Linked DNA regions of Mus musculus: regions 1, 3 and 4 are each linked to region 2. Evidence: chromatin contacts called from public Hi-C and promoter capture Hi-C data. All regions are on one chromosome and are shown on one strand. Each heading gives the region's core, a stretch centred on a gene start, on an enhancer-like site or on the middle of the called end of the contact. The rest is flanking DNA. Distances are from core to core; before and after follow the strand shown. Region 1 holds the start of Pqlc3 (PQ loop repeat containing). Region 2 holds the start of Odc1 (ornithine decarboxylase, structural 1). Region 3 overlaps Greb1 (gene regulated by estrogen in breast cancer protein). Region 4 holds the start of E2f6 (E2F transcription factor 6).

The links. Promoter capture Hi-C pulls out the DNA fragments that hold promoters and counts their contacts. A called contact is a pair of places that touch in the nucleus more often than the background predicts. Capture Hi-C pulls out chosen DNA fragments and counts their contacts.
Region 1: a promoter capture Hi-C map of liver shows a contact between it and region 2. The contact joins the promoter of Pqlc3 here to the promoter of Odc1 in region 2. A contact is called at or near these places in 3 of 39 promoter capture datasets (liver, pre-B cells and stem cell-derived epiblast-like cells), 3 of 484 Hi-C or Micro-C datasets (CD4 T cells, hematopoietic stem and progenitor cells and pro-B cells), 5 of 115 datasets of contacts at active chromatin or transcription factors (bone marrow-derived macrophages, effector CD8 T cells, embryonic stem cells and 2 more) and 2 of 9 other capture datasets (adipose tissue and liver).
Region 3: a contact with region 2 is called in a promoter capture Hi-C map of cranial neural crest. The contact joins the enhancer-like site here to the promoter of Odc1 in region 2. A contact is called at or near these places in 6 of 39 promoter capture datasets (the 3T3-L1 cell line, cranial neural crest, frontonasal cranial neural crest and 2 more).
Region 4: a contact with region 2 is called in a Hi-C map of the HPC-7 cell line, with 3 times the contacts expected there. The contact joins the promoter of E2f6 here to the promoter of Odc1 in region 2. A contact is called at or near these places in 9 of 39 promoter capture datasets (the 3T3-L1 cell line, the SN4741 cell line, cranial neural crest and 4 more), 3 of 484 Hi-C or Micro-C datasets (the HPC-7 cell line, the N1E-115 cell line and cardiomyocytes), 1 of 115 datasets of contacts at active chromatin or transcription factors (extraembryonic endoderm stem cells) and 1 of 9 other capture datasets (liver).

What each region holds. Positions count from the first base shown.
Region 1 is chr12:16,996,468-17,002,311 of GRCm38.p6, forward strand. Pqlc3 (PQ loop repeat containing) reads right to left here and starts at 3,651. Exons shown (of 7, transcript NM_172574.2): 1 at 3,346-3,651; 2 at 1,307-1,389; 3 at 1,167-1,236. The coding sequence starts at 3,488.
Region 2 is chr12:17,540,638-17,546,491 of GRCm38.p6, forward strand. Odc1 (ornithine decarboxylase, structural 1) reads left to right here and starts at 4,236. Exons shown (of 12, transcript NM_013614.2): 1 at 4,236-4,531. Gm22748 (a small nucleolar RNA gene) reads left to right here and starts at 5,509; the gene lies at 5,509-5,644.
Region 3 is chr12:16,785,720-16,791,924 of GRCm38.p6, forward strand. The region is part of intron 1 of Greb1 (gene regulated by estrogen in breast cancer protein); the gene reads right to left. Among named protein-coding and RNA genes, the nearest start is that of Greb1, 12 kb to the right of the region's middle. Within about 2 kb of position 4,267, at least 77 of the 459 cell types and tissues checked have an H3K27ac peak or open chromatin away from gene starts, as enhancers often do.
Region 4 is chr12:16,809,201-16,814,985 of GRCm38.p6, forward strand. It overlaps E2f6 (E2F transcription factor 6), which reads left to right and starts at 1,765. Exons shown (of 7, transcript NM_033270.2): 1 at 1,765-2,115. The coding sequence starts at 2,008.

The DNA of each region.
Region 1 (5,844 bases), core at 2,401-4,900, 540 kb before region 2:
CCGTGGCCTGAGTAGCAGTGACTGGGAAGAACACGTCACTTCCCACTACTTTGCCTTGGGTTTCCTCCCTTGCCTTGTCCACCTCCCACATGCTGTCAGCATACAGAAGAAAGGCAAAGGTGACGAAAAACAATGGTCACACTAAGTAGGTGAAGAGATTATACTAAAGACGGGTCTATGGCAGGAGGCAGCAATGGCCAGCATCCAGCTGTTCTCGGTTTACTAAGGCATTCTCTATGCATAGTGCAGTGGCTCAAGCCTGTAGTCCTAGCATTTGAAGAAAGATGTGGAGTTTAAGGTCAGCCTCAGCTACAGGGGGAGATGAAGGCAGCACCCCCTTGGAAATGATCTCAGAACAGAAGTGGACCACAGCGATGTTCTCCCTCTTTCTATGGAGGGAGGGGGATCTTAGCCAGGGGTCTAACGGCAATCGGAGACAGCTTCTGGTCAAGATTTGCCCAAGCCCTTGGGCCTGTCACTGTTAAATGGGTGTGTGGCCATATCATGGCGGCAGCAGGGTTAACTGACTGCCACTACCATGCAAACATTTTCTTGGCCTTTTAAAGAGTATGAAATTCAAGAAAAGTGAACTAAATCTGACATGAAATCTCACCCTTTACCTAGAAGATTCCACTGAGTGGCACCGTCTGCTGGCTGGCCATCTGTACTGTAAGCCTCCAAACCAACACAGCCACCCACATGACAAGACTCAGCCTCTAAATTACAGTTTTGCATAGGTGTGTGGTTAGTGGAACCCATCTGGCCAGTGCTTATCCACTGAGAGGCACCTGCCAGGTGCATCCTGCATGGGACTTGGTGCCAGGCACACATGGTATTAATCCCCTGGGGACATGCTCTCAGAAGGAAGGAGTGCCCAAGATAAGCACAGATGGAGCGTGTTGCTCTTAGCAGGGTAACTGCACAGTTCTCATGTTCAGCAGGGACACAGCAAATCTATATCCTACTGGGTCTTGGAGGGCAGTGGAGCATCCTGTTATGGGGATACCTCTGGCAGCAACTGTACTAACCTAAGGTATATGTCAAGACTAGAATTTGTGATTCTTTCTCCATGCTGAGGACAGAATCCAGAGCCTCTGTATGCCACAACTGAGCCTCCTTCCTTAGGCCCTCCATCTCTATCTCCAGCTCATATGCAGGAAGGATACACGGCCATGTAGGGTAAGGCTTGCTTCACGTTCCCATTGAAATGAAAGACGAAGAGCAGGAGGACAATGTCTGAAACGAGAGGCTCTGTGAGATGGGCAGGGCAGCAGGTGGGAAGGCTGGGGACTAGAGGGCCAGTTACCTTGTGCGATGAGAATGGGGTATTCCAGATAGGTGAGCAGTGGGTTCCCATAGTAATGCTGATAACGAAGGAAGACCAGGAACCTGCAGAGAGATGCATATATTCACAGCCCACCCTGTGCCTGACCTCCCCAGACTCCAGACACTGGCATATTTACCCAACACTAGCCTATGTGGTCTTCATCATATGTGTGATTGACCTGAGGACAGACCTTCAGGAATATTGCCAGAGCCCCATATGTTGTATCCAATAGTCCTTGAAGGTCAACCTTCAGGGTTACCTACACTGCCTTCCACATCACACCATCACTTGGGAAAACTAAGGTCCAAAAGCCAAGGCCATGTGAGGACACAAGGGTTAGAGTCTCACCAGGAGATGTTGCCCTAGTTCTGGTTATGCTTTTAGGGGGACCCCTGTGCCCTGGGGATGGTGCATAAGTAACTCTGTTTTTCAGGTTTCTCTAAAGCAATCATCAGCCAGGCATGGAGTCTCTGGTGTCATTAAAGTAGGCTCTGGCCAAGATCCAGTTCCCTCAAGTCATGATTTTAGAGTTTGAGCTTGAAATCAGAGGAGGGCCTATGCCCCCAAGGAATCGCCTCTGGTGTATGAAAGCTGGTTTGACAGTGGTGTCCTTTAGTGTCTTCCTGATGCCTCAGAGACCATCTGGCTGGTGAGGGGCAGGCAGACAGGCAAGCAAGGCCCAGGAGGGAAGCAGAATTGTAGTGACCACCCTACTCATGGAGGGAGAAGGAGGGGGAAGGGAGCTAAAGAAGGGAAGGAGGAGTCAGAATGTAGACCGACAGGATCCAGGTAGATTGCCGTCCTATCCCTATTGTTCCTGCCTCTGGATTAAAACAACTTTACCAATAAAGCTGCTTGAGGATTTGCCTGTAGGGGCCCCAGAAGGACCTTCAGAAAGTTCTCAGGAACTAGGAACCATTGTAGTCTGGCGGAAGTAGGGATAAATAACTAGTAGATTTCAATGGTGGATCATATTCGTGCCTTCTGGCCACAGAACTGGTCTTAACCCTGCTAAGCCCACCTACTGCCTCAAAGGGAGAAAGGGAGGCCTTTGGGAGTTCCAGAAAGAGCCTGCTATTTACAGCACGACCTACTGCAAGACCCTTCCAGATCCCGGGGAACATTCCATGGCCAGAGCTGTTTTCTACTGGAGTCAGCTGTTGGATTTGAGACCATCTCTGGTTGAGTTTACGAATTTAAAGCCAGGCAGCAAAGAGTTAGCTACAAGCAGAATAGGAGACGTTGGGCTGGCACTCTGTAGGCATCCCTGAGCTTTCTATTCAGTCCTGCATCCTGAAGCCTCAGCTTCAGATGCCTATGAAGAATTTAGCAAACCAGAGGTCAAATAGCTCTCCTGACTTCACACCCGCATCCTCTGCCACAGCCAGACTGTCACTTTTGCATCCTCCAGTCTGTCTGTTGCCTTACCTCTCACCCTGACAGCCTTCTCCCTTCTCTGAAATTCACATACTCTTGTACTGTGCAGCCTTACGGGCCAGAGACCCTTCAGAGCCCCGCCTACCATCAAGCGTCCCTGGAAAGGTACACCTTGAAGCACCGCACCCCTTCCCCAACTCTATAGATGGGCGCGCCCCACTGAATGGACACAGGACCAATGGGTGACCGTGGGGTGAGGCTAGTGTCAAACCGAGAGGGCTCAGCCTGGTGCAAGATCACAGGACTTAGGGGTGTGTTTTCCGTTTGCTTTTTCCAACCAAAGTTTTACAACTTTGCCCCTTACTCTACTACATAGCCAAGGCTATTGAGAACTTGGCTCCTGCAGCAGTCACAGGCCATCCCTACCCGTTGGACCCCAGCTCAATTTTCAAACGTCTACTCAAGTTCCCCATCTTCGCTGAATTTGTAAAATGGGCATGCTCAGGCAAATCGTGGAATTTGGGAAGAAGCAGGGGAGGTGGGTGGGAGCGCCCCGGGTAAGCACCTCCTAGCCCCGAGCCCCCGAGTTAACCCTTGGTTTCCCGGACTCCCAATTCCTCGCAGGCCTCCCGGGACCTTACCCCGCCAGCTCCAAAAGTAAACTAGGGAGGCTGATGCCCCGCGCGCTGCGCGCCGCCAGCTGCGCGTAAATCTGCGGCAGCTTGAGTGCGGCGCAGACGCCCAGCGTGCTCCAGTTGCAGAACCATAGCAGTCCGGCCTCCATTCTGCAATCTCGGACGTGCCGGGCCAGGGGGGTTCAGGATCTTATAGGTGAGAACCGGAGGCTCAAAGTCCAAAAAGTCCTTCCGCCTTGCCGCCGGCCGGGTCCCGCCCTGATCACGCCCCGAGCTGCTGTGCAGCAAGTGCGCTCCGCCCCGAGTCTGCTCCACTCAAGATGCTCCCTACCCCTTTAGTCTGTTCCGCGCCCGTGCGCCCCGCCCAGAGTCTGCTCCGCTCGGAGCGCACCCCGCCCCAGTCTGCTCCGCTCCTAGCGCACCCAGCTCGGAGTTGGCTTGGCTCGGGATGCTCCCTGCCCTGTGTCTGCTGTGCTCCCGGTCCTTCCAGACTCCAGGGCGGTGGTTCTGTCCTGCCCTGTGTGCGCACTGCCTGGAGTCTGCTCTGCTCCCGGTCCTTCCAGACCCCAGGGCGGTGGTTCTGCCCTGCCCTGTCAGGCACTGCCAACTGCTGATTCACTTTCCGGGTTCCACCCAAGGGTGCTCCTCCTCGCAGAGTGGAAACGCCCGAACAGACTAGCCTTCTCCGGGGTTAGGTGGGCCCAGGGCCTACACACACACACACACACACACACACACACACACACACACACACACACACACACACACACACACACACACACACACCAGGACACACACACACACACCAGGACATTCACCCATAGGCTCATTTTCCTGTTTTCTCATGCAAATTGGCCTTGAACTAACTAACTAACTAACTAACTAACTAACTAACTAACTCTCTCTCTCTCCCTCTCTCTTTCTCTCTCCCTCTGTGTGTGTGTGTGTGTGTGTGTGTGTGTGTGTGTGTGTGTGTGTGTGTGTGGCCTAAGCCAGCCTTCAACCTCGGATCCACCTGCTTCCGCTTTCCAAGTGCTAAGATTTCTAGTGTGTGCCACTGCACCAGGCCGTTGACCTTGTGGTTTGAGACAGGATCACGCGACCCATGTTGGCTTTTTCCTACCTTCTTTTGGCAAATGCTGGGATTACAAGCTTGTTCCATCGTACCCTCTGAGAGCCCACTCTTTCCAACCTTCCCTCCTCTTTTTATTTTTATTAGGTTTTGTTGTTGTTGGCATGTGTGCGAGTCTGTGATTGAGTGCTTGTGTAAACAAATGGACAACCTCAAGTGTCATTCCTCCAGGACTGTGTACCGCCCCCCCCCCACTTTCCCTTTTTAAGGTGGATTCTGGGGATCTAATTCAGGTCCTCAAAGGAGTTGGTAGATGACTATTGATAGGGGATGTTGCTGCTGTTTCCCCTCGGTTGGGTCCATGCTCTCTCTCATATGAGGGCAACTGATCGCTGGCTGGAGAGCTCAGGGCCCATAGCACACCCTTGGAAGGTGAGTGTAGTGGGAGTGTCATGAGGTCCCTCTCCTGTAGTGCTTATAAACTGTAAACAGTAGCTTTGGGGGAGGGGGAGGGAGGCTGACAACCTGACTGCAGTCAGTGATGCAGTTTTCTTTCCTGAGTCATCACCCATGCTGGGTGGTGCAGTGCCTGTATCACTTGCAGTCCAGTTAACAATCCCAATAGATGCATTGTCGACCAAAGCTGCACATGATGGGATTGATTCTTTGGGCTATTGGAGCCCTACCTGGGGAGAGTTGGCACCTCTGTATATCTCCGCAGGAGAAACAACACAGCGGGGAGGAAACCTGGACACCCTTTAGGCGCGAGACTGGAACGGGGGGGGGGGGTGTCATTTTCCCTACCTCTGGAGATCACTAGGTTATGAGGCAGAACACTAATTCTGTGCTGTAAACCAGCACACCTGCCTTCCTGCCTCCAGTCTTCATCAAGTGTGCGCACACACACACTTGAGCCCATATTTTAGCTATGTTGCTCATCAGTAGACAATTCTGCTCCTAAGAAAAGTAGACAAGAATGGGGATCCCAGCCAGCCAGTTCTGCTGAGTTACTCCATATTGTGTAAGCAAGCAGCTTTGCCCCAGTGACTCCATTTTACAAAGTTGCAATTGCTCCATTTTGAGGGTAAATGCTAACATAAAAGGATCTCACATCGCATGTACGCAAACAATCCCCTAAATCTGTAGGCTAGCCATGTCCACACTTATGCTGCACATAAGCTACTGGCCAGTGGGCTGTGCCCAGCCCCGATACTGGCAACAAAGGTGTTTGCCCCACACCAGGACTTCTTAAACTCGTTCCACTCACAGCCCATCTCAACTGAGAAAGTTCTATTCGACCCTGGATATAGAGCCATGAACACCATGTGACCGGGCATAGCTTGCAGAGCCAGCCTGGACACCTGTCCTGTGTCTTTTCTATCTCTGTCTCTTGCTGAAGGATGCGTTCCCAGATGCTTTTGTTCCCTTACTTC
Region 2 (5,854 bases), core at 2,986-5,485:
AAATGAACCTCAGGACAGGGGTTACTTCACTGCCACGTCCTGTGTGGCCACTGACCTGCCCCTGAGCCTGCTGGGCTTGGGAAAGTCCTGTCCCAGTTTCCACTACTGGGCTTGCTGTCTGGTCCCATCCCAGTAAGCTCTACCAGGGCTGGGTAAGGTAGGGTCATGATGTAACTTCACTCTTCATAATAAAAATACCGAGACTTGTACACATGGGTGTCTGATGCTTAGAAGAGATCCTCTGGAGCAATGCCATCACTTCTGATGATGCCACCATTGCTCAGAACAACCTGGAAGCTGCCTTCCCTGCCTTGGGCACATTATTTGGATTATCAGTGGAGGTGGCACACTTTCTGCCTCGGAGGGAGGGTTAGCTCTTTGGAGACACTCAACACAATTTCAGGGCAAGTCTAGCATTGGTGAGTTACAGCAGTGGAACACTATTTTGGGTCAAATATCCAGATGTGACTTGTCTGGTGACTGCTCTCCATTGCCCAGGTATCTTGAGTTGTGCACCTTTAGCAAGGCAGGTGCTAATTTCCTTATGTGGCCTAATATTAGGAATCTCACTTTAGTCTGCTCTCTTCCTTTCTTTCCTTCTTTCCTTCCTTCCTTCCTTCCTTCCTTCCTTCCTTCCTTCCTTCCTTCTTTCTTTCTTTCTTTCTTTCTTTCTTTCTTTCTTTCTTTCTTTCTTTCTTTCTTCCTTCCCTCCCTCTTTCTTTCTTTCTCTTTCTCTCTTTCTCTCTCTCTCTCTCTCTCTCTCTCTCTTTCTTTCTTTCTTTCTTTCTTTCTTTCTTTCTTTCTTTCTTTCTTTCTTTCTTTCTTTCTTTCTTTCTTTCTTTCTTTCTTTCTTTCTTTCCAAGACAGGGTTTCTCAGTGTGAGCAGTCCTGGCTGTACAAAGCCCAGCTTTGTAGACCAGGCCAGCCTTGAACCTGCCTCTGCCTCCCAAGCACTAGGATTGAAGGTGTGTGCTACCATGTCTGGCTAGTCTGTTCTTTTCCTAGAAGACAGATATGACTTTGGATACGGATTCCTCCTCCTCTCTTCCTCTTTTAAGAGTCTATCTTGAAGCCAGGTGTGATGGCCCATGCTTTCAATACCCGCTGAGGCATACTGAGGCATACTCTCTGTGAGTTCCAGGTAGCTTATCTATATAGCAGATTCCTGGCCAGCCACACATACAACAATGAGACCTTATCTAAAACAAACAAGCAAGCAAGCAAACAAACAAACAATGCTTCAGGCTGCACATTTTCGGATGGGTCACGACAGCTAATCTCATCCTTGGGGAAAAAAAGGAGTTGTTAGGAGGGGATGAACCAATGGATGAATGAAAGCCCTGTCTTGACTTTGCCAATACCAAGTAAATGGATTTGTATACAATTGCTGGTTATTCCTTTATGCGATGTAATTCTTTTCCCATAAGGGGCCCTCTTTACATTTGTAACTACCCCATGTACTTGGGAGGTGGAGGCAGTAGCCATTCAAGGCTCTGCTCTGCTACACAGGGACCTGAGCTCCATGAGATGCTGTCTTAAAAAATAAAGTTAGAGCTCTTAGAACTTGGCCCAACCATCACTACTTGTAGACACTGAGCTTGCACCTCCAAGGAGGGGCGTGAGATTCAGGATTTTACCATGGGCAAGTGCTGAGAGTCCCTAAGAAAGTCAGAGACAGCCCCAGAATATAAGACAGTAACTGAGAACACCGCTAATAGCAGCATCTACACTGGTTTCATCCATCCTTCGGTGCCTCTGCACAATCTAGCACAAACACCTCACTGCATGTCAGGATAACATTCTGGACATTGGCATTTTATAAGGTCTCATCGCTTTACTTTGGAGAGACAATGGCAATGGAACTTGGGGCCTCAAATTGCCCCTAGGGAGAAAGGGGCAAGCACTCTTGTGTTGAGTGGTAGCCTAGCCTTTGTTGATTTTCTCTTAAGGAAGATGGGTAGGGAAAGGGAGGAACCGGTGAAAATAATATCAGTAATGCCACTCGTTTGACTAAGCCTGGGTTTAGTCACCACTGGTCTGTCTTCTTGAATGCAGGTTAGTAGTTGAGTCTTATGACTCAAGCTCAGCTGCTTTCAGACCGGCTTTGGGGACCTCTCCATGCTGGAGCCTGTCTACCACCAGCTAGCAGGGCCACTACCCCAGGAAATGGGCCCCTCCTTCCCTACCTTCTGTCCCCACCCTGACAGTCAGCTGGATCATGTACAAGACACCACCTCCCGAGGGTTTGGGCAGGAATTGGAATGTGGGTGGGTTGGTGCCATACATACATAGGCAGTTGTGATAGAGCCAGAGTAGTTTATAATTTGGAATGGTCTCCTGGTCTTCCTGACCAAGACCTGCGCTCTTCTTCCCAGGTAAGGTTTCCAAAACTAAAACACTATGATTATCTCCCATCACAGAGATAAAGATGCTAATTGAACGCTTGGGGCTGTATGTTCTTTGACTGGTCAAAACAGCTAATCTGGTCCTTGGGGAAGAAAAGGGTTGTTAGGAGGGGATCCCATACCCTTCTCCTGCTCTGCATGGTACCTTGTGACTGCTCCAGGATTATATAAAACTAAGGAAGAGCAGGGTGCCCAAGAGAAGAGTGAAATGCCCATCCCATCGTTGTATGGACAGCTTGCTTGATGCTTTTGTGGCTCTTGTTTCTTTCTGCAGAAGCCATGATTCAGGGAGAAGTGAATCACTCGTTCTTTCATTCACTCATTCAACAAATATCTATGGACTATGACCCAGGCTTGGAAGTGTGTACTAAGGTTTTTCCTCCCAGGACTTTGTGGTTGTAAAAGACCCTTGGGTACATGAGACCAAGGCTTGCACAAAACTGCACAACAGTTTGGGAGTGGAGCTGGGTTGTGGATTTTCTCTAGGGACCTCTGGAGAAAAGCCAGTGGGGTTTGTTTGTTTGACTTTGTTTTGTGATAGGGTCTCACTATGTAGCCGTGGTTGGTCTGGAACTCTTTGTAGACTATACTGGTCTCAAACTTAAGAGATTTAGCTGGTCAGAGAAGGAACATACCTTTAATCCCAGCATTCTTGAGGCAGAGGCAGGTAGAGTTCCACTAAAGCCAGGGCTAAACTGAGAGGCCAGGTCTCAAAAACAAACCACCCAAACCAAACAAAAAACAAATAAACAAAAGCCTGCCTCTGCCTGAGTACTGGGATTAAAGGTGTGGGTCATCTGGCCCTGCTCAGGCCCTTGAAAAGCTTCAAGTTTTTTCCTTTGCTGTGATTCAAGTTAGTTTTTTGGTACTGCTATGGTATCTCAACGTCTGGGCTGGGAGAGGGGTTTTAACTGAGAATTAACAAACCATTAACATCGTATACATAGTATACATAGTAACAAATTGTAGTGTTCGTGTGTTTTTCCAATACTGAATATGTAAGTCAGTCCCACTTGTTCTTTAACAATGTAACTTTGGTGGATACAAATTTACTGCCCAGACTCTGTTCGCATTCAGGCTTCTCAAAGTTGTAGCTACCCTGAAAGACAGAATAAGAGAGACAGCTGGTGGCTGTCCACCACCTCTTACCTTGTCCCTAACACGCCTTTCAATACGACCCTTGCTTAGATAGAAGGCGTACTTAGCATGCAACTGATGCCTAACATCTAGTTGGAAGCCACCAACATAACACGGAGTGGCCGGGTCAGCCTCCGCGGGCTTGTCTCTCAGCAAGCTTTCAGGCTTAGGCATACAGGGTCGTGATGCAGGGTCAGTCTGCGCCACCAAGTCTAGTCTATGTGGCCGGCGCACAGCTCACGGCCCATCCATCCTCCGCTTGCATCTGCGATACGCCTGCCCCGCTAGGGAATACCACCCCCTGAATGGAAAGCCGAGGAAGAATTTTGCTAGTCTTCCAGGTCTGGGTTCAGCCGTTAGGACCTGGAGAGGGGGAAGAGATTGTGTGCCTAGGCGGAGAGGTAGGGGGCGAGAGACTGGCGACCAGGTACATGTGCGCATGCACCAGCCGACTCCCGCCCGCTGCCCATAGGGCCCTGCGGCATGCTGGCAGCCAGGACTGGTGATGTGGTGCGCGTGCGCAGGCCTGCCGCAGGGCGTGTCCGACACGAGGCCCGGCGGGGAGCGCGGGGCGTATGGGCGGGTGGGTGGGCACGCGCTGCGCCCCGCCCCACTGACGCGCCCGGCCCGCGTCCCCCGCCTCCGGCGCCGGGACCCGGGTTGGCCGCCACGGAGTCCCCGCCCCTCCCCCGCGCCTCCCGGCCGGAACCGATCGCGGCTGGTTTGAGCTGGTGCGTCTCCATGACGACGTGCTCGGCGTATAAGTAGCGGCGCGTCGCACCGTCGGGCTTTGTCAGTCCCTGCAGCCGCCACCGCCGGCCGCCCTCAGCCAGCAGCTCGGCGCCACCTCCGGTCGGCGTCTGCGGCGGGCTCGACGAGGCGGCTGACGGGGCGGCGGCGGCGGGCGGACGGACGGACGGACGGGCGCTCCTCGGGGTTTGGCGGCGGCGCCTCCATGGGTCAGGCCAGCCGGGCCACCGTGCTGTGAGGTGAGCGGGACGCGGGAGGGATGTGCGGCCACGTGTCGCGAGGCCCGGACTGCGGCCGCCGGCAGGGGACACGTGGCCCGGGACCGGTGACCTTGCGAGCCGCCGCCCTGAAGGCAGCTGCTCCTGGACCTCGGCTGCAAGCCCTCGGATCCCCCCATGGGAGCCCTCTTCGCGTCAGCCGGACTCAGCGCTCCACTTGCCCGGGTGATGATGGAGGGCAAGCCCGCGGCAGGTGCAGGGGAGCGCGGCCGCGAGCAGCGGTCCTGCAGTTAGTTTCCTGCTGCTTTCTTTAGTTTCACTACGTGTACAGAGCAGAGGCGATGACCCGGAGTGGAAGTTGGTAGACCAAATTTAGTCTGGGAGTCACTGCTAATGAATACCCACCAGCTGTGACTTGGAATTAGAACTCCTTGAATGACTTAGTGGTTTAGGGGAAAACGGGTTCCCGGCTGTCCCGGAAACCCTACTCAGAATCCTCAATAACTGGAAAAAGTGTGGGGGGCAGAGCCTGTCAGGAATGTCTGGGAGAGGACAAAGAATGTAGTGGTTTGTTTTATTCAAACCTAAGATCGGGCAGACTTTGACTGATTGGAATTCTTTTCTGTTTTAATTGGCTTATATCTTCCAGAGTTACCTTCTTGTGCTAATTGTCTGACACGATTTAGCTACTTCCCATACCAAAATGTGTTAGTAACATTTTTCTTTCAGATCTTATCTATTATATTATTTAGGCAAAGCTACAGAAAGGCAAAACAGTATCTCAAAGCTTTTCGTGTTTAAACCGGAAGGTTGCCTGGAAAATACTTAAGACCTAAAATTACAAAGTTACTGCCAAAGCCCATTCATCAGTTGTAAATGATATACAACGAGTTGGCTGGCTCTCTTCTCTAGTCTTAACTTAGGAGAGGTTTAGGCAGCTAACGGAAGTTGACATTGCCAAAAGTCTCGTTAAATTAAGGCTTAACATGTTTAACCATGCATGGATTTGGATTTATGGCAGGCTCTTCCCCGTGGGCCTCTCATAGTGTCCCATGCTAGAGCAAATTGTGGCTCCTAACCATTGCCCAGCCTCCGTGCCTGTAGGCTGCAGGCACTGAAGTGGGTCACACAACGGAAAAAAACGAGTTTTACTTGGCCACTTGCTGTTGTCCATTTCATAAGGCCCAGACAGAAGCTTTTATTAAGAGTGGTGACCTTGCTTATTTTTGTTAGTCATAAAGTTGACCAAAAATGCCTTCCATATGGTTATTATCCATAACTAAGTGGATATTAGAAGGCATTTGAGGACAGTCAGGATCCCAGAAGTGCTCATTTTGTTAGGCA
Region 3 (6,205 bases), core at 3,017-5,516, 750 kb before region 2:
CTCATTCCTCCCCAGCACACAGATAGCCATGACTGGTCAATCAGCCCCTCATAGGCTAATTCAATCAATCTCCCTTTGAAATATATATGTTTCTCTGCTCTAGCACCAAACACACTTCCCAAGAACAGAGTCTACATGACACCAAGAGGCAAGGGTAAAGTTGACAGTTGACAGTTGACTGTGGCTACCTGAATGACACCCAGACCATAGAAAACATTAAAGCTGTTGGGACCCCTGGTCACCAAGTCCAAGCATCTTGTTTTCAGGTGGAGAAAATTCTCACCCAAGATGTTCCTGGAAAGCCCAAGGGACCCTATGACCACCTACCCACCCGAAATCCAGGGGTAAATTCACAAGAGTCACAACACAGTGTAATATATGCACACATATATAATATATATCACACACATTCACATGTGCAAAGGGGATTATTTTCTGCCCATAGCCAGCCCAATAAAGAAAAGGTGCATACAGCTGCCTCTCCTACTTGACCTTTTCAGCACTAAATGAATTTAATTTGACCCCTAGGTCAGTTACTGTTCAATTATGCATTGACTCAAAAGCCTGGCAAAATATGTCTGCTCAAAGATTAAGCCCTGCCGGGCAGTGGTGGCACACGCCTTTAATCCCAGCACTTGGGAGTCAAAGACAGGTGGATTTCTGAGTTCGAGGCCAGTCTGGTCTACAAAGTGAGTTCCAGGACAGCCAGAGCTATACAGAGAAACCCTGTCTCAAAAAAACAAAAACAAAAACAAAAAAAAAAAAAAAGATTAAGCCCCAAACCCCTCTGGGACAAGTTTCAGACGGTGAGTGATGAAGGACACCTGCCACAGTCACCTCTGCTGTAGGAAGGGAACCCTGGCTGCCTTCTTTTAGGTATTGAATAGATGTCCTCACACCCACAGGAAGAAGAGGGAGGGGAAATGGAGGAAAGTCAGGAAAGATGGAGGGGCTCTGAACCTAGCACACCACAGAGGGAACCAGGAGACCAGAACTCTATTTCATATCTACAGTCACCAAACACCGACCTGGTCCCTTGATTCATCAAAAAAGCTGGGACCGGGAGGCCTGTTGCTTAGGAAGGCAAAGCAAGAGGCAAGCCCTGGTCTCCTTCTAGCTGCTCCTGTCACTTGCCATGTGCCCTGCATCACCAAAGTCTGCAAAGCTAGAGAGTGCTTCCGACTCTGTCACCATGTACTCGGGCCTACCTGAATCAACATCGACACAATCCCCCTGGCTTAGTTTCTCTCTGCCACTATGATGAAACACTGGTCCCTTAAAGGATGGGTGGCTTGTTTCAGCTCACAGTTCCAGGTATAGTCCATCATGGTGAAGATATCCTGATGGCAGGAGTGTGAAAGAGCTGGTCACACGTGTCCACAGTCAGGAAGCTGAGAGTGAGGAGTGTTTCTACTCAGCCAGCTTGCTCCGTCTTATCCTGTTCTGAAGCTCAGGGATTGGTGTCACCAACTCTTACGGTGGATCTCCCTACCTCAACCAACCTAACCAAGATAATCCCTCCCAGGCCTCCTGGGGATTTATCTCCTAGGTGACCCCAGATCCATCAAGTTGACCATCAACACTAACCATCACACTACCTTTGCCTAGAATTGTAGCAGTAAGCTTCAAACGCAGGAAAACAGAAGTTGGAAAATGCCTGCAAGCATGACAGAGGCTTCTTAGAAGACTAAAGATTCTGTGAGGCATGCTGGAGAGATGGCTCAGGCTCAGCAGTTAAGATCACTGACTGCTGTTCCAGAGGTCATGAGTTCAAATCCCAGCAACCACATGGTGACTCACAACCATCTGTAATGGGATCCAATACCCTCTTCTGGTGTGTCTGAAGACAGCTACAGTGTACTTATATATTATGTTAATTCTGAAAACTTGAGAAATCCAGGGGTTCAGCAATTAAGAACACTCAGTGCTCTTCTAGAGGACCTGAATTCAGTTCTAACCACCTATACCAGGTGGCCTACAACCATCCTTAACCCCGGTTCTAGAGTAACTGACACCATCTTCTGGCCTCCTCAGCCATGTGCATGTATGTGCACATATCCATACACATAGTTAAAATTAAACCTTAGAGGAAGATGAAGAGGAGGAGGAGGAAAAGGAGAAAGAAGAGGAAAAAGAAGAAAAGAAGAAGGAGGAGGAGGAGGACAAGGAGGAGGAGGAGGAGGAGGAGGAGGAGGAGGAGGAGGAGGAGGAGGAGGAGGAGGAGGAGGAGGAGGAGGAGGAGGAGAAGGAGCAGAAATAGTAGTAGTCGGCGCCATCATCACCACTACATCCAGGCTCTATCTAGTAAGTCAGTTTGGCAACATAGATGTAAGAGGACACAAAGGATGTGTGTGGTTCCTGAAAACACATCAAACACAGCAAGAAGCTAGCACTTGTGATAGCGGTTGCTAGACACATCTCAAAGTAATCTTCCTACTCTTTGCTATAGCCCAGAAACAAAGAAACAAAGGGACAGGCTGCCTAAGTGACTTCACACTCGGGAATCCCACCACTGCTCTCCTCTCCCACGATATCTCTTTGTCTGTCAGCTCCCTACCATCCCTGCAGAGATTCAAAGATCTCCTGACAGGGAGGGAGAAATGCAACATCAAAGTATGGTTAGCTACATGGTATCAAATAATTGAGCTGAATGTGTTCCTGGGCCAATTCCAGGAGTACCCTAATCCTCGGATTGGCTCTGGTGAGTTCCCAGGTGACAGGACCTAATTCTGGCCTCTGAGGATCTGGGCAGGTAAGGTGACCATAACACAGTACAGCCAGTCAGTACAAGCGAGCCAGACACTGTCTGATTGAAGATCGTGACCACAGTCCTGCAGATCATCCCACTCACGTCCCACCTGAAATCATGGCTCACAGTGGCAGCAGCGTTTCCTTCACCTTACCCATGTCTCTGGCTCAGATGTCAATCGCACAGCAGCAGCCATCACTCTGCTTCTGTTTGCTGTTCTTCTTAGGCTTTCTCCCAGAGGGGCCCCCAGTTGGTAGAAGACTTAAGAGAAAAAGTACACCCAGTACTTGCTCATCAGTCAGAACACAGATCACTTTGTTGTTCTTTTGTAGTTATGAGTCAGAGTCTCCCTGAATAGCCCTGGCTGGCCTGGAATTCACTGTGTAGACCAGACTGGCTTCAAACTCATAGAGATCTGCCTGCTTCTGACTCCAGAGTGCTGGGATTAACTGTACCATCCATGTTAAAAGGCTGTTCCACATTAGATACCATTTCCTTCTCACTCTGGGGGGCATCTTTTCTCTGTGTCCTTACTGTAAGTATTCCACTTCACACGTTTTGATAGCTGCAGATATCAAATATTCTTTGACATAATTTCTTTATATTATGAGATTTGGGCTTTGAAGAAATGGAAGTTGTATTGTGGTCTTCTCTGCTTAATCAAATATTTACATTATATTTATATTATAGTGAATATATACTGCTAAATATTATAAATTTACACCTATCCCTTATAGGAACTGTTCAAAAGTATCATTGAGGTAACAGATGGTTATTTATTAGGTAAAATGGTTACAATTTCTCTGTGCCCTAGTAAAACCCTGTCTCAAGATAAAACAAAGCAACACAATAGCAATGGCCATCCAGATGATTCAGAGGGTAAAGGCACTTGCTGCCTATCCTACTGACGCTTGGACCCACATGGTAGGACAGAACTGTGCCAAGTTGTCCTCTGACCTGCTATGGCTTGTGCACATGTATACACACACACATGCTCTCTCTCTCTCTCTCTCTCTCTCTCTCTCTCTCTCTCTCTCTCTCTCTCTCTCACACACACACACACACACACACACACACACACACACACACCAAAACAAACAAAAAAAGTGTAAAGATTGATGGTGCCCCCAAATGCTGACAGTGCTTATCTCTAGAAAAAGGAATTTATTTCTTGTTTTGCTTTCTCTTCCACTTATACATTTTCTGCCACCAGCACATATCATCTTTGATTCTGAACAGAATGCTTTTCAATCTTTTAATCAGATAAAGAAATCAATATATTTTCCTCCAAACAAATCAGAGAGCCGGACAGAATTGGCAAATGCTAATGTCGTTGATCAACCCCTGCCTACAATTAACAGTGGGTGTTAGCTCAGGGCTCCCTCACCCTGGCTCCCCACAGGGAGACCTCCTTGTGCTGGCAGGGCAAAGGATGAGGCCAGATAACAGTCTGTAGACATGCCTTTGATGTCCTCGGCCTTCCCTGGGACAGCAGACCAGGGGAAACAAAAGCCCATTCTGCAGCTTTGGCCACAGCCGGACCCCAGGCTCCCCACCTTTTAATACTGCTGGGCTCTCTGGTATGACCTCTGCCCCCACACACAAAGGCCTCATTCAGCAGCATGGCCAGCCATGTTGAAAATTCTCTCCAGATTCAGCCATTGAGAGAATTTTTGTTTCCAAACTAGCTTTGTCTTTCCATGACTCAACTGGACTGAGAAAGGGGTTTTGGAATGAATTGCCAAAAAAAAAAAAAAAAAAAAAAAAAAAAAAAAGATAATTTCTTCCAAAATAATTTAGGGTTCACAAGAATTTTTTCAGGACAAGAAAATTTCAGATACAGTTTGCATAATTGTATTTTTTTCCTTAATTTCTCCAGTGAGCACATCTGTGTATTAGAACATTTTTTAAAGTTATCAGTATCCTTAACAAATGGAAACTCACATTTCCCAGACTGCATTTAAATTCCACATATTGGCTACCCAGGTTTCTAAACCCAACTTCTCAAACCTCTTCAGTGGGTGGGGAGGTCTGATAGGAGCTGATAGCTAAAATTGGCCAGCAGTTTAGGCAAGGCAGTCCCTGAAGGAGCCCAGGCAGGTCATGCCCCATACCAACCACAAGGTTAACTTCACCCTACAGGTCAGGGTGCCCCAGATCAGCCTAGGATACTGCAGGCTGCCAGACGCCATCAGCACAGCCAGTCCGTCTGCCCTGACTCATATCCCCACTCAGCTACTGCACAATCTTGACTCACAGTGTCCTAAAGCTGACTGTATTCATGGCTATCTGGATGCCTAGAGTTACCTTAAAAACACATCTACAGCAACAACTTTGGTTTTTTTGAGACGAGGGGCTCGGGTAGCCCAGGCTAGCCTCAAATCCTCTGTGTAGCCAAAGATGCTCTTGAACTGCTGATTTCCTGCCTCCACCTCCAGCCTGCCCAGTTCACAGGCATACGCCATACACACGGTTTATGCTGGGGGTGGAGCCCAGTGCTCTGTCAATTTCTCTCTCCTCCAGTTCAAAGAAAGATCAACTCTGACCATCTTAGAAATCAGCTCGAAAGCAATTCAGCGGAGGTGAGGAAGCTTTTCCAACAAACGGTACTGGAACAACCCAGCAAGGAAGTGAACCTGGACCTAAACCACAGCACCTTTAACAACAGTTGACTCCCAGAGGCCCACAGACTCAAAGAAAGCATGTGACCAGAATGCAGTTCTTTAAATAATAGAATGTTTTTGTGAACTAGAGTTAGTCAAAGAGCTTATTAATTTAACATCAAAAGCATATTACACAAACACACTTATAGATGCACACACAGACATACATATACAAGCATACAGAGATACACAGATACACACAGATAGATGATAGATACACACACAGAGAGACACACAGACATACATATACAAATACCCGCACAGAGAGACACATAGATACACACATTCAGACATATATATATATATATATATATACAAATACACATACATATATAGACACACAGACAAAGGCACACACAGAGAAACATTTATATACAAACACACACACAATATAGATACACAGACATACATATACAAAAACCCACACAAAGAGACACACAAACAAATATATATATTCAAATACACACACAGACACAAACACACACATAGGGGTACATGCAAACATACATATATAAGTACCCACACAGAGAGGTACACAGATACACACACTCAGACATATATATACAAATACACTCACATAGAGACACATAGACACACATAGAGGCACATGCAGACATATATATATATATATATATATATATATATATATATATATATATATACACACACACACACACACACACACACAAATACATACACAGAGAGACACACAGTTACACAGACACACATAGGGGCACACGCAGACATACATATACAAATACACACACACAGCTGATACACTAGACTTTAATAA
Region 4 (5,785 bases), core at 515-3,014, 730 kb before region 2:
CTGCCTTTCCAAGAGGGCCAAAGCATCCATCTCTAGCCATTTGCAACTTCAGCTCCTGGGGAGCCAGAAGCCTCAAGCCTCTGAAAGCATTGCAGTTCATGTGCACAAACCCATACACACACATAATTTAAAAATAAGTGAAAGGGGCCAAAGAGATGGCTCAGTGGTTAAGAGCACTGACTGTTCTTCCAGAGAACCCAGGTTTAATACCCAGCAACCACCTGGTGGCTTACAACTGTCTGTAATTCTAGTGTCAGAGAACATGGTGTCCACACACAGACATGCAGGCAGGCGAAACATCAAACCACACTGCAAAGGAATTTTAATCCAGCATCATGGCTACTCTGACAAGGGATCACATCCAAGACTCTCTAAGTCTACATGATCTGGCCAAATGCAGACACTCTCTGGATTATAGTACATTCTGGCTGGAATACAGACACCTTCATACACCCTTTAATCCCTAGCAATGAAGGTAAGGTTGGTTTTTAGAAGAAAGCAGACATGTTTAAAAGTAGCATCTAACTAAGGGCAGACAAAGTGAGGAATCAGAGAAAGATTTGACAGAATGAGTCAGAGGATATGCCCAACTCACAAGAGAACAGGGCAGGAAAGAAGCTACTTAAGAAAGGGAGGTGGCAGTTTACTGGGGCAATTTTACAGAGACAGGTTTTTGAGAGAACAAGCTAGTAACTTCGATCAGTAAGAACTCTCCACATTACAAATTTAGAAACTAAGGCACAGAACGACTTTTAGAAACTGGCTTAAGACCTTACAATTTGAAAAGATACCTATGGCTCCAGGTCACTTACTTCTCTTTTCTTTTCTCTTTCTAATTTAGTTTCTGTGCATAGAAGTTTTGCCTACATGTATGACTGTCTAACATGTTAACATGTCCGTGCCTGGTGCCTGTGGAGACCAGAAAAAGAGCATTAAATCCCCCTGGGCCTGGAGGTAACATATGGTTGTGAGCCACCCTGTGGGTGATGGGAATTGAACTCAGGTCCTCTGGAAGTTCTCCTAAACTTAGCCAGTGCTCCTCTCCCAGCCCGTTAAACTGTTTTATCTTTCTCCTCCATTGGATTCTGATATCCAGTCTATTATATTCAAAACAGTATCTTCTTGAGCCAGCCCAATACCTGATATAATAATAAGTAATCAAAAACTGATACAGAGCCGGGCAGTGGTGGTACACGCCTTTAATCCCACTTGGGAGGCAGAGGCAGGCGGATTTCTGAGTTCGGCTACACAGAGAAACCCTGTCTCGGAAAACCAAACCAAAAATAAAATAAAATAAAACTGATATAGAGGGTAAAGTTTGTGGTTTTGGGACAAATTCTACTCTCACTACGAACTTTAGCTGACTTCGAATTCAAACACGTGATCTCCCTGCCTGGGCCTCTGTGGAGCTTGGCTTTGAAGCTTGCACCTTCTGGTCCCTCCAAGATGGCTTGTTTCATGAGCATGTGCTAAGCACCTTTAGATGACTGATGGGAGCCCCACCATCATCGCCCCGGGGCACTCAGAACCTGCAGTCCGCTGGTTGGGACTAGAGAGCGCCTGCTCCGATCCCCCGGAATCCCTGCTCCACCTCTTTTCTTCCCCCAACCCATCCCACCACACACACCCCCACCCCCCGCCGCCGCCATCCTCTCCAAGGATCCATCCTCCGGAACACCCGGGCGTCGGCAGCGGGCGAGGACCGGTGTGCGCGGGAGATCTAACGGACGGCGCTGCGCATGTGCAAACGCGGGTGCACTGCGCATGCGGAAAGATGGCCGGCCAGGGAACCTGAGCGCCTCCGCGGTCACCCTGGTCCCCTCCGAGCCTACCCTGACCCCCTCTGCGCCTGGGCTCATCGCTGCGCGAGTGGGACCGCGGCGCTTCGTGGGTGGAGCCGCAGTGCTCCGTGGGTGGAGCGGGCGGCGCTGAAGGGGCCGGGAACGCGCGCGCCGAGCCTCCGGGGAAGGCGGGAGGGCGCGTGGGGCGCGAGGGGCGCGGGACAGCATGAGTCAGCAGCGGACGGCGCGGAGACAGCCCAGCCTGCTGGTGGACCCGGCGCAGGAAACGGTGCGCCGGCGTTGCCGAGACCCCATCAACGTGGAAAACCTACTGGTGAGCGGGGACCCGGGCCACGGGAGGTCAAGTGCTGTGGGACGCGCTCCTTGCATCGGGCCCTCTGCACAGTGTCGCTTGCTGCCCCGGGGCTCTCCCTGCAACTCCCAATTCTTGAACCGCCCTTTGCTTTTTAAATGTTTCTATTGGATTTTTCTTACTTTGTGTTGGGGTGGGGGCCGCGAGCGCGTGGATTCCACGGGGCACGTGTAGAGTTTAGAAGGCAACTTGGGGCAGTCTGTTCCATGCTTCCAGCCTTGTGGTTCGCGGGATGGAACTCTGGTAGAGTTTGTAAAGCTCGGTGGCAAGTGCCTTAACCAACTGGGCGATCTTGCCTGTCCATCTTTGCTGTCTGACAGGGGAAATGAAAGAGTGAGAAAGTTCCCTCCGTTCCGTGCTTCCCACCTTTCTCAGGGTCCCTGCTGGATTCTTCCTTTGTCCGTTTCTCCTGATCGCTGTTTTCTCAGCAAGGCAAGCTGTATCCAAGCCATTCTGGCGGGTCCTGTGCCATGAGCATTGTCTTGTCTGACTCCTTGGAGCAACCTTGAGATAGTTATTTTTAGAGTTTGTCAGAACTGACCCAGAGATGTGTGTACAGAGATGTCTGGCCTTGGGGCTAGGTAATGAGGAAACTGGGAAGACCCTCAGAATGACTGCAAGTGACAGCCTTTCCCAAACTTCTCTCTCTCTCTCCCTCTCTCTCTCTCTCTCTCTCTCTCTTTAAGTAATTTCTGCTCAGTTTCCACCTGATCTTGCATTACCACCCAGCACTGTGCTGGGGACTCTAGTCCTAAGCACTTGGTAAGATTGTTGTAAATAAGATCCGTAGGTCACTGATGGTTTTGTCAATTACAGTATTCGTTTCACACCCTATCTTGTGTCATAACTAACCACTCACTTTTGGCTGAGAACTCTTTGTTGTGTTTTTGACAGCCATGGTGGGTCCCCTTGTCCCCTTCGCCTTCCTTTTCAGACACGTGGGTGTCATCCAGGATTCTCTACAGTTTGTTCATGTAGGTGACCGCTCACTACTGCTAACTTGTGGCCTGTGATCATGGTAGGTTTTTTTTTTTTTTTAAGGATTTGATAGACGCTCTAAATGAAAACCGCTTAACTTTTGGTTATCAGAAGATAACGTCTTCTAAAGTCTTAGATTTCTTATCCAGTCTGGTATTTTTAGTTGCCTCGAGGTAACTCCCAAACCTGTACATCTTTCCTGGAGCTCTCCAACTGTTTGTTAGATGTCCCTTCTTAAAAAAGAAAATGTCTTCGTGGATGCCACGTGTGTACTGGTGCCCACGGAGGCCCGAAACCAGTGTTAGATCACCTGGAGCTCATAATAAGTGGTTATGAATTGGCACATGGATGAACTGAGCCCTCTGGAAGAACAGCGAGCGTTTATAACTGCTGAGCTGCAGATTTCAAACTCTGATATCCAAAGCCAGATTCACAGACACACCCCACCCCACCCCCGCCTTAAGAAAGCAACCTCTTTCTCGAATCCCACCTTAATGGTGCTCTGCCTATCGTGGTGCCTGAGCCAGCACTCTGGACATGGCTGTTACCTTTTCCTCTGTTTCAGAATCACCCCCAGACACCCCCCCTCCCACCCCCAGGTCACTGAAGTCATTCACATCAGCTATTCTGTGCTATAATGCCATCTCGACCAGTTTCCTGCCACTGTTGCTGCCTCTCACTCACCGCCTGTGTGCTTCATCCTTAACGTATGGTCTCTTGAAGGTGTGTTTCTATCTTCATTTGGCCAAAGGAATTAGTGGTTCCTTAGTGCTCCCAGGACAAAGTCGAGTCCTCGCAGCATAATCTGGCTCCATGTTTGCCTTTCCTAAATGATCTTTCTGAGGTTGCATGCTCCATCCTAGGCCTCATTTCCATATTGACGTTTGTCAAGATGTCTGAAGTCCAGATTCATGGGTAACTTGTCTTAAGACAAGTGTCTTTAGCTCCTCTTTACCTCAAGACTGTTAGCCAGACTCTGTGTGTCCCAGAGCAATTCTATACTTGACTGCTCAGTCCTCTGCGGGTCTGTTTGATACTGTAGTGAAGATCTGGCCATGGACAAAGGATTAAGCAAGAAGTTAATAAAGTAGGGACTCTATTTTCTTGCCTGTAAAATAGTGACTTAACATGTCAGTAGTATTTTTTTAATTGACTAGCAAATGCAAAGAATTAATAAGCCATGTGCAGAGCAGTTACATAGCTTGCTAAGTGTTGTTGCCAGGATAAGTTAAATGGCTTAAACCTGCTCTTGGCTTTGGGGAGCAGGGAGAAGACAATCCTGGATGGAGGTGAACTTGGTTTGCACATTAGATGATCAGGAAGATCTGGGTGGTGACATGAATGCAGTCACCTTAGAGAGATTCGTGTTCAATGAGCTCTTGAAGGAGTCTTGCTCCCACACAGGGAGCTAATACAGAGAAACCTATGCATAGAGAGCAGTAACTACTTAGGAGGCAGTGCCTAGGACATTAGTCTCTAAAAGTCACTTTTTATTTTTCTCTCCACCTTTAAAGCTTCTAGCCAGGTGTGGTGGCCCAGTTCTGTAATGCCAGTCCTTGGGAGGCAGAGACAGAAGGATGGTGAGTGAAAGGCCTAACTAGGCTATATAGCAAGTCCCAGGCTAACCTGGATTGTACAGTGAGATCCTGTCCTCATCGTTACCCCAACCCTCCAAACAGAAGATTCTAAAGCCACCTAAAGCTGTAGATACAAGGGATGGGGCCGGGGGATGGTGCTATTCCAGTCTGTGTTCCAGATGTAGACACCGAAGTTTCTAGATGTGAGAATTGGAGCAGTAAGGAAGTGGGTTGAAGCTTGTCAAATGTGCAGCTCACTCACCAGAGTCACTGCTGAGTGTTCTCTGAAAGTCCTGAGGTCTCTAATGGTGTCCACTGGGGCTGGGGGAGGGGGCACGTGGATAGTCTTCTGTCCTTTCATGTGTCAGCAAGATGGCTTTGCAGCTTCACAGTGAGAGTGTTAGCCAAGCATGGTGCTGGGACACTTATGTGGTCCCAGCACTCAGAGGCTGAAGCAGGAGGATGGCACATTTCAAACCAGCTACATCGAGAGTTCTAGAATAGCCAGGACATTATAGCAAGAAACCATCTCAGAAAGAGAAGGAAGGATTTTAGACATGGAGAAGACAATGAATGATGGTTTTGGAACCTGTTTCCTATGTCAGTCCATGCGGTGTATAATGCATCTGCATTTGTTGCAGGGCATGGGCTCAAGTCTCATTGGAGTGCCGTCCTTGTACCAAACTGTTAGCAGAGGAGATGCCCCCTAAAGCAAATGGGCAGCCAGTAAGCAGTCTTTGTGCAGAGCTTGGCCCTCTTGCTCTAGGTTAAATAGGAGCTTCTGCAGCAGGCAGCTATGAGCATATTAACACTTCAGGATACTTGTTAATAACACACTGTTCACATCAGTGTGAGAGGTTGGGCTTGTTTCTCAATTCAAGAACCTTGCTATGAGGCAGGAGTGTATGCTAAGTTGAGAGTGTTTACTTAGCACAGAACCCCAGGTTCAATCCCCAGGACTAAATAAATGGGTGTTGAGGCATATGCCCACAATCCCGGCACTCAAGAGATGGAGACAGGAGGATCAGAAATTCAGAGTCATCCTTAGGGATAGGTTGAGTTTGAGGCTAGCCTGA